Regions from separate parts of the Zea mays genome. Here region 1 is linked to region 2. A link is a contact called in public Hi-C data. All regions are on one chromosome and are shown on one strand. Each heading gives the region's core, a stretch centred on a gene start, on an enhancer-like site or on the middle of the called end of the contact. The rest is flanking DNA. Distances are from core to core; before and after follow the strand shown. Region 1 has its middle 51 kb from the start of LOC100193828. Region 2 holds the start of LOC103654204.

What was found. A called contact is a pair of places that touch in the nucleus more often than the background predicts.
Region 1: a contact with region 2 is called in a Hi-C map of leaf, with 4 times the contacts expected there. The contact joins the enhancer-like site here to the promoter of LOC103654204 in region 2. A contact is called at or near these places in 2 of 25 Hi-C or Micro-C datasets (ear and leaf).

What each region holds. Positions count from the first base shown.
Region 1 is chr4:181,858,971-181,861,753 of Zm-B73-REFERENCE-NAM-5.0, reverse strand. It overlaps the pseudogene LOC103654207. Among protein-coding and RNA genes, the nearest start is that of LOC100193828, 51 kb to the left of the region's middle. Within about 2 kb of position 1,348, at least 10 of the 20 cell types and tissues checked have an H3K27ac peak or open chromatin away from gene starts, as enhancers often do. A contact at or near this core is called in ear and leaf, where this site is marked.
Region 2 is chr4:181,787,468-181,790,251 of Zm-B73-REFERENCE-NAM-5.0, reverse strand. LOC103654204 reads left to right here and starts at 1,274. Exons shown (of 2, transcript XM_008681036.3): 1 at 1,274-1,790. The coding sequence starts at 1,522.

The DNA of each region.
Region 1 (2,783 bases), core at 99-2,598, 71 kb before region 2:
GATATTTATTCACCAAGATATTGTCTCTTATTTTTTTTACATTTAACTTCTTGATACCCCTAAGATAAGATGTACATGCACTAAGACTGTCTCTAACAAGGAGCGGTATATAGTTCTGGCCCCTAAATTTGGAGGGTGCCGAGCTACTTTATCTATCCAACAATGCAAGACCAGTAAAATTAGCGTGCGTCGTTTGACACTCTAAGGGCTAGTTTGACAACCCCATTTTTCCGTGAGATTTCCAATTTCTCAAGGAAAAAACTCTTGGAAAAATAGGGTTCCCAAACTAGCCCTAAATGTGGAGTTCCTCTTGGAGTTCGCGATACGTCACTCTCTCTCCCTCCCGCGCCGCCGGGGTGGAAGCTTCCCCTCGCGCATTCCACGCCACGGGTTGGAGCCCGACAAGTGCAGTCGAGTCCGTCGCGAAAAGGTTCCCGGAGCTAGGCGGGTCTAGCAGCGTACCTTCCTGCGTCGGCGCCACCTGCAAAACACTGAACCATGGGCGTAGCGCTGGAACTTTGGGAGCAATGGTATCCTCGATCTCCGCCGCCTTGATGACAACCTCAATCCCCATGCTCTCTTCCACCACCTTGCTGCTGCACAACACGACCAGCAACTGGGGGCAGCACCAGCAGGTCACCACTCCGACAATAGGAAGCAAAGCAACGCAAGGAGAGAAGGGGATATTTTACCGCACAACATCAAGGACCGATAAAAAAGAAAGCCAATGAAGATATGAAAATGACATATTTATTAATATATGTTTAAAATGATTTGCTATATAGACAATATTTTGTTAAAAAATATGGGTTCTAAAATTGATATTAATATTGTTGAGAAAATATATAATATAAGATATAGAAGATTAAATTTAGAGGATATTGTTGGAGACGGTGAATATATATAGATGACATAATCTTTTAAAGTGTACTGTAAATGACGAAGAATATTTTTTAGAGTTAGTTTAGGAACTTTATTTTTCTATGTGATTTCTATTTTTTCAAGAAAAAATGAATTAATTTTATTTAGAAAAATTAAAATCCTTGGAAAAAAATGTGCTTTTCAAACTAGCCTTTAGGAATAAAATTTAGAGCACGTTGTTCAACACAGTCCGGTACCGCTACCAAGTCTAGTCCCCCCTTGAATTGGATTTGCTCCCAAATCCGGCGAGAAAGCGACCATCACTCCACGCCAAGCTGCGGCGCCCGGACAAGAGATTTTTGACATTATAAAACGCGACAGATTTATAAAAATCAATAGACTCAAAATCTTTTTATGCGTAGAGACGGGCTATTAAGCTGCTGCATCTAACGCCGTGACTCGTCTCCATCCTTTCTCTTTTCTCTTCCACCGGGTCGACGCAGTGCAGCGCGAGCTTCAGCGTGTCCATGAGCTGCTCGTCCGCGGCCGTCCCGGCGGCAGCGTCGCGCACCAGCTCCAGGTCGAACAGCATCGTCCATCGTTCCATTCCCATCCATACCCCCTCAATCGGCCGGGATGCTGGGTGTAGGGACGGCCGCGGCGGTGCTGCTCGGGGCCGTGGCGTTGGTGCTCGCGGATGCCGCTGCGAGGAGAGCGCACTGGTGGTACAGGGAGGCGGCTGAGGTGGTGCTGGTCGGCGGCGTGGCTTTGGTGGTGGTGGACGCCGCGGCGCGGAGGGCGCACGGGTGGTACAGGGAGGCGGCGGCGCGGCTGCCGCCGGGGGAGATGGGGTGGCCCTTGGTCGGCGGCATGTGGGCCTTCCTCCGCGCCTTCAAGTCCGGCAAGCCCGACGCCTTCTTTGACAGTCTCCCTTTCCTGGATACATGCTCGATGCTCCTAGTAAACACTAAACACCGTGCGTGATGTTCTGAACATCTATCTATCTCTCTCTCTGAGCTAGATTTATGTGGTACGAAGAACCCTCCTGTTCAGATGGGCCTATGTATGATACGTGTTGCTCACTCGCTTGCTCCTCCTCGCAGTCTCAATGGATGGATGCTGTCGTTTTTTGCCTTTGCCCGCCCTGAATGGCTGCTGCAAAGTCTGGAACTGAAACAGCTTATTAAGGCAGATTAAGCAAGAGCTCGCTCATCACCATTAATCAGTTGTGCTGATCAAACAGACGAACAGTCAGATAGACAGGCAACCAGACCATCTGACCTGGATGCACCATTAATTGCAGGTTCGGTCGCACTCGCACGGGCGTGTACCAAGGCTTCATGTTCAGCAGCCTGACGGTGCTGATGACGACGGCGGAGGCGTGCAAGCAGGTGCTGATGGACGAGGACGCGTTCGTGACGGGGTGGCCCAAGGCGACGGTGGCGCTGGTCGGGCCGCGGTCGTTCGTGGCGATGCCGCACGACGAGCACCGGCGCCTCCGCAAGCTGACGGCCGCGCCCATCAACGGCTTCGACGCGCTCACAGGGTACCGTGCCGTAGGTGCTCTTCCCCATGATTTCGGCGGTGGCGCACAGCAGGTCGTCGGCCGTGAACGCCAGCGGCCCATCAAAGTGCACCAGCTTGCCGCCCACATCGCCACCGGACTCCACCTCCGCCGCCGACGACCACATAGGGGCGGCGACACCGGTTCTGACGGGAGAAGAAAACGGCGCGCGGACGGACAGCGACGGAGCATGATTAATGGTTCTCCTCAACGGCTAATAACGATTGTGAGTCTATATCAGCGGCTTCGTGTTCTCTGTATTTCCATATCGTCGAAATCCTCGCCGACGCCTCCGTTTCGACGAATCCAAATCTACCGTGTTTTATAATCCAAAAGTCTCCCCGATAAGGGAAGCGCG
Region 2 (2,784 bases), core at 25-2,524:
CAGCCTCACGGAAGTGATACATGGTACTGCATCAGCAAAATATTCAGTTGGAACGTGACGGCCAGTGCTACTCCAAACTGCTTCCTCTCTCCAAGGTACCTACGACATGCATCATACACCCCATACCGCGCTGATCTGATGAAGGGAGGAGCGCAGTGTAGATCTGCTGGCGACGTGGAGGAGGAAAGGGGGCGGCGGCAGAAGTAGAACCGGTGGAGGAAAAAAGGGCCGACGAGGGAGGAGAAGAGGGGGGCGGCCAGGAAGGAGATGAGGCGACGATGGATTCACCTGACTCAATGGACGGCGACGAAGCTCCTCGCGGCGGCGGCCGGATGGAGGAGATATTTCTAGTATATTGGTATCTATAGATGTCCAAACAGTGCGGGCCGCCCGTTTGGCCCGTGGCACGGCACGAATTTAGCCCGGTCCAAACAAGGCCCGGCACGGTCGGTTACGGGCCCGAGCCGGCACGGCCCGTTTAGCGGGCCGGGTATGGGCACATACGGCGGCCCGCGTGCTTTGGCCCGGCCCGGCACGATAAATGGGTCGGCACGACGGCGGCCCGCATATTTATGTAAATACTAAATATGTAAATCTCTCGTAGTATGTAAATACTAAATACGCGGCCAAACATATATAAAATGCATACATAAATATAAAATGTATACATAAATATTTTGTTGTCTTAATATATATAAATAATATGTTATTATATATGATTAATTATGTTAAATATATGTATTTATATACCGTTCTACTGTTGGTTCGGGCCAGTGCCCGGCCCGGTCCGTTGAGGCCCATCGGGCCAACGGGCCGGCCCGGCACGATTTTTCCCTATGCGTGCCGGGTTTGGGCATGTCTCTAGGCACGTGGGCCAGCCCGACCCGGCCCGAAGCATCAACGGGCCGTGCCTGGCCCGGCCCTATTCGTACCGGGCCGAAACGGGTTCGGGCCGGGTCCGTGCCGGGTGGCCCGTTTGGACATCTATATTGGTATCTTAAGGCTCCACGAACCACTCATCCTCCTCCGCTCGTCAACCAAATACCGCTCCGTTTCTTTTTATTTTTAGTTGTCGCAGGATAGTTTAATTTTCCACTATTCAACGACAACTAAAACGAAACGAAGAAGTACATCATAAATGAGAGCCAATTAAGATATTTGTTATGTATTATAGACTGTATTGTTTACAATGTAAAATTAAATATAGCTACGAGAATAGTTAAGAGGTTGAAGATAGCATAAGGGAAGTCTAAATGATGGTACGTAAACAAATGAGAAACAAATGAGAATGAAAAAAAAAGACCGAAAAAAACTGCTCACATTTTTTCCCAGCTCGTGCCTCCTTATAAAAAGGAGTAGTCGCCATCGGTGCTCGGCTGCTCGCCTCCCCCGCTCTTTCGGTTATTCCCGTGCGCGTGCGAGAGAGAGAGAGCGGAAGAAAGAAGAGACGGCGGCGGCGGCGGCGAAGGCGTCGGCTTCCGTTGGCAAGGCCACGGGAGGGCGCGAGCCATATCGATCGCAATGGAGAGCGGGCGCGGGCTGGGCGGCGGCGGCCACCGCGGCCATTGGTTCGGCCTCGTCGCCGACTGCGGCTGCGCGGCCTCGCTGGCGGAATCGCCCTGCCGCAGCGGCTCGTCTACGGTGGAGCGGGACAGCGACATCCCCGCAGAGGCGACGCAGCGGGAGTGGGACGGCGATGAGGTCGAGAGCGACGACGGCGAGGTGCAGAGCCCGTACAAGGGCTCCTCCTTCGACACCATGGACGTGCTCCAGGAGGCCCTGCCCTTCAGGTGAGCGTCTATTTCGCCAGGGGGGACGGATCTTGATCGGCCTGGTCGGCCTATTTGGGCGGCTCCCTCGAGGGATTTATGGTAATATTCAATAATTAGATATTTTCTATATTAAAATTCGAATATAAATCATAACCAACAATAAATAATCAGGTGTTTGTTCTACAACAATTAACCTAATAGGTTAATTAACAGTCTAATAAAAAAGGCAGCACACCTCTACCATATCTAACATAACAGAGATTAGATCAAATAATGCGTACTGATTAGACGTACTGGTAGAGGACATGCGTCGAAGCAGAAGGGTCGACGACGTCGGCGGTAGGGTCGACGAGAAGAACGCGAGCAGTCACGTGAAGATGCTTTCCAAAAATCTTATTCACCTCTCCCAGTGTAGGATCTCAAAGGCGATGAATGAGTTCCTGAGAACTGCTCTCTCGATTGCAGATGCACGTCGACGCTCGGGATGAAGAGTAGTACGATGACAACACAATTGTGAGCAGAGGCGAAAACTTAACTTAGGTTAGGATGCCTTGTGGCAAGGGCTGGCTGGCGCCTTATATAGGGCCACGTCCACGAACCGATAAGCTTGGGATCCGTTCTGATCGTGATCCGATAAGGACTCAAATTCTTATCTGGTTCCATCATTCCCTTGCCATACGTGGCCTTTTGTCATTTTCCTAGGATCTAATTGAATTTCTCAATTGGGCCAAGTCTATAAATCCAACAGGTAATGTGGCCACATGCAGTTTTACTTTGTCTTGTTGATAGACCTGATCATGGGTCATCCGATCCGACCAACCCAACCCGTCCGAAAAACCAGACCAAATCCGACCCGATCAATACGACGGGCGGGTACGGGCCATTTTTTGACCCGCAACAATCTATGGGTCGGGTACGAGCCATGATTTTTAACCCAAAACCCTACCCAAAGCCAAAACCTGATCCAACCCTAAAAACCCCGATTCGACGCCTTCGACAGGGAGGCACGGAC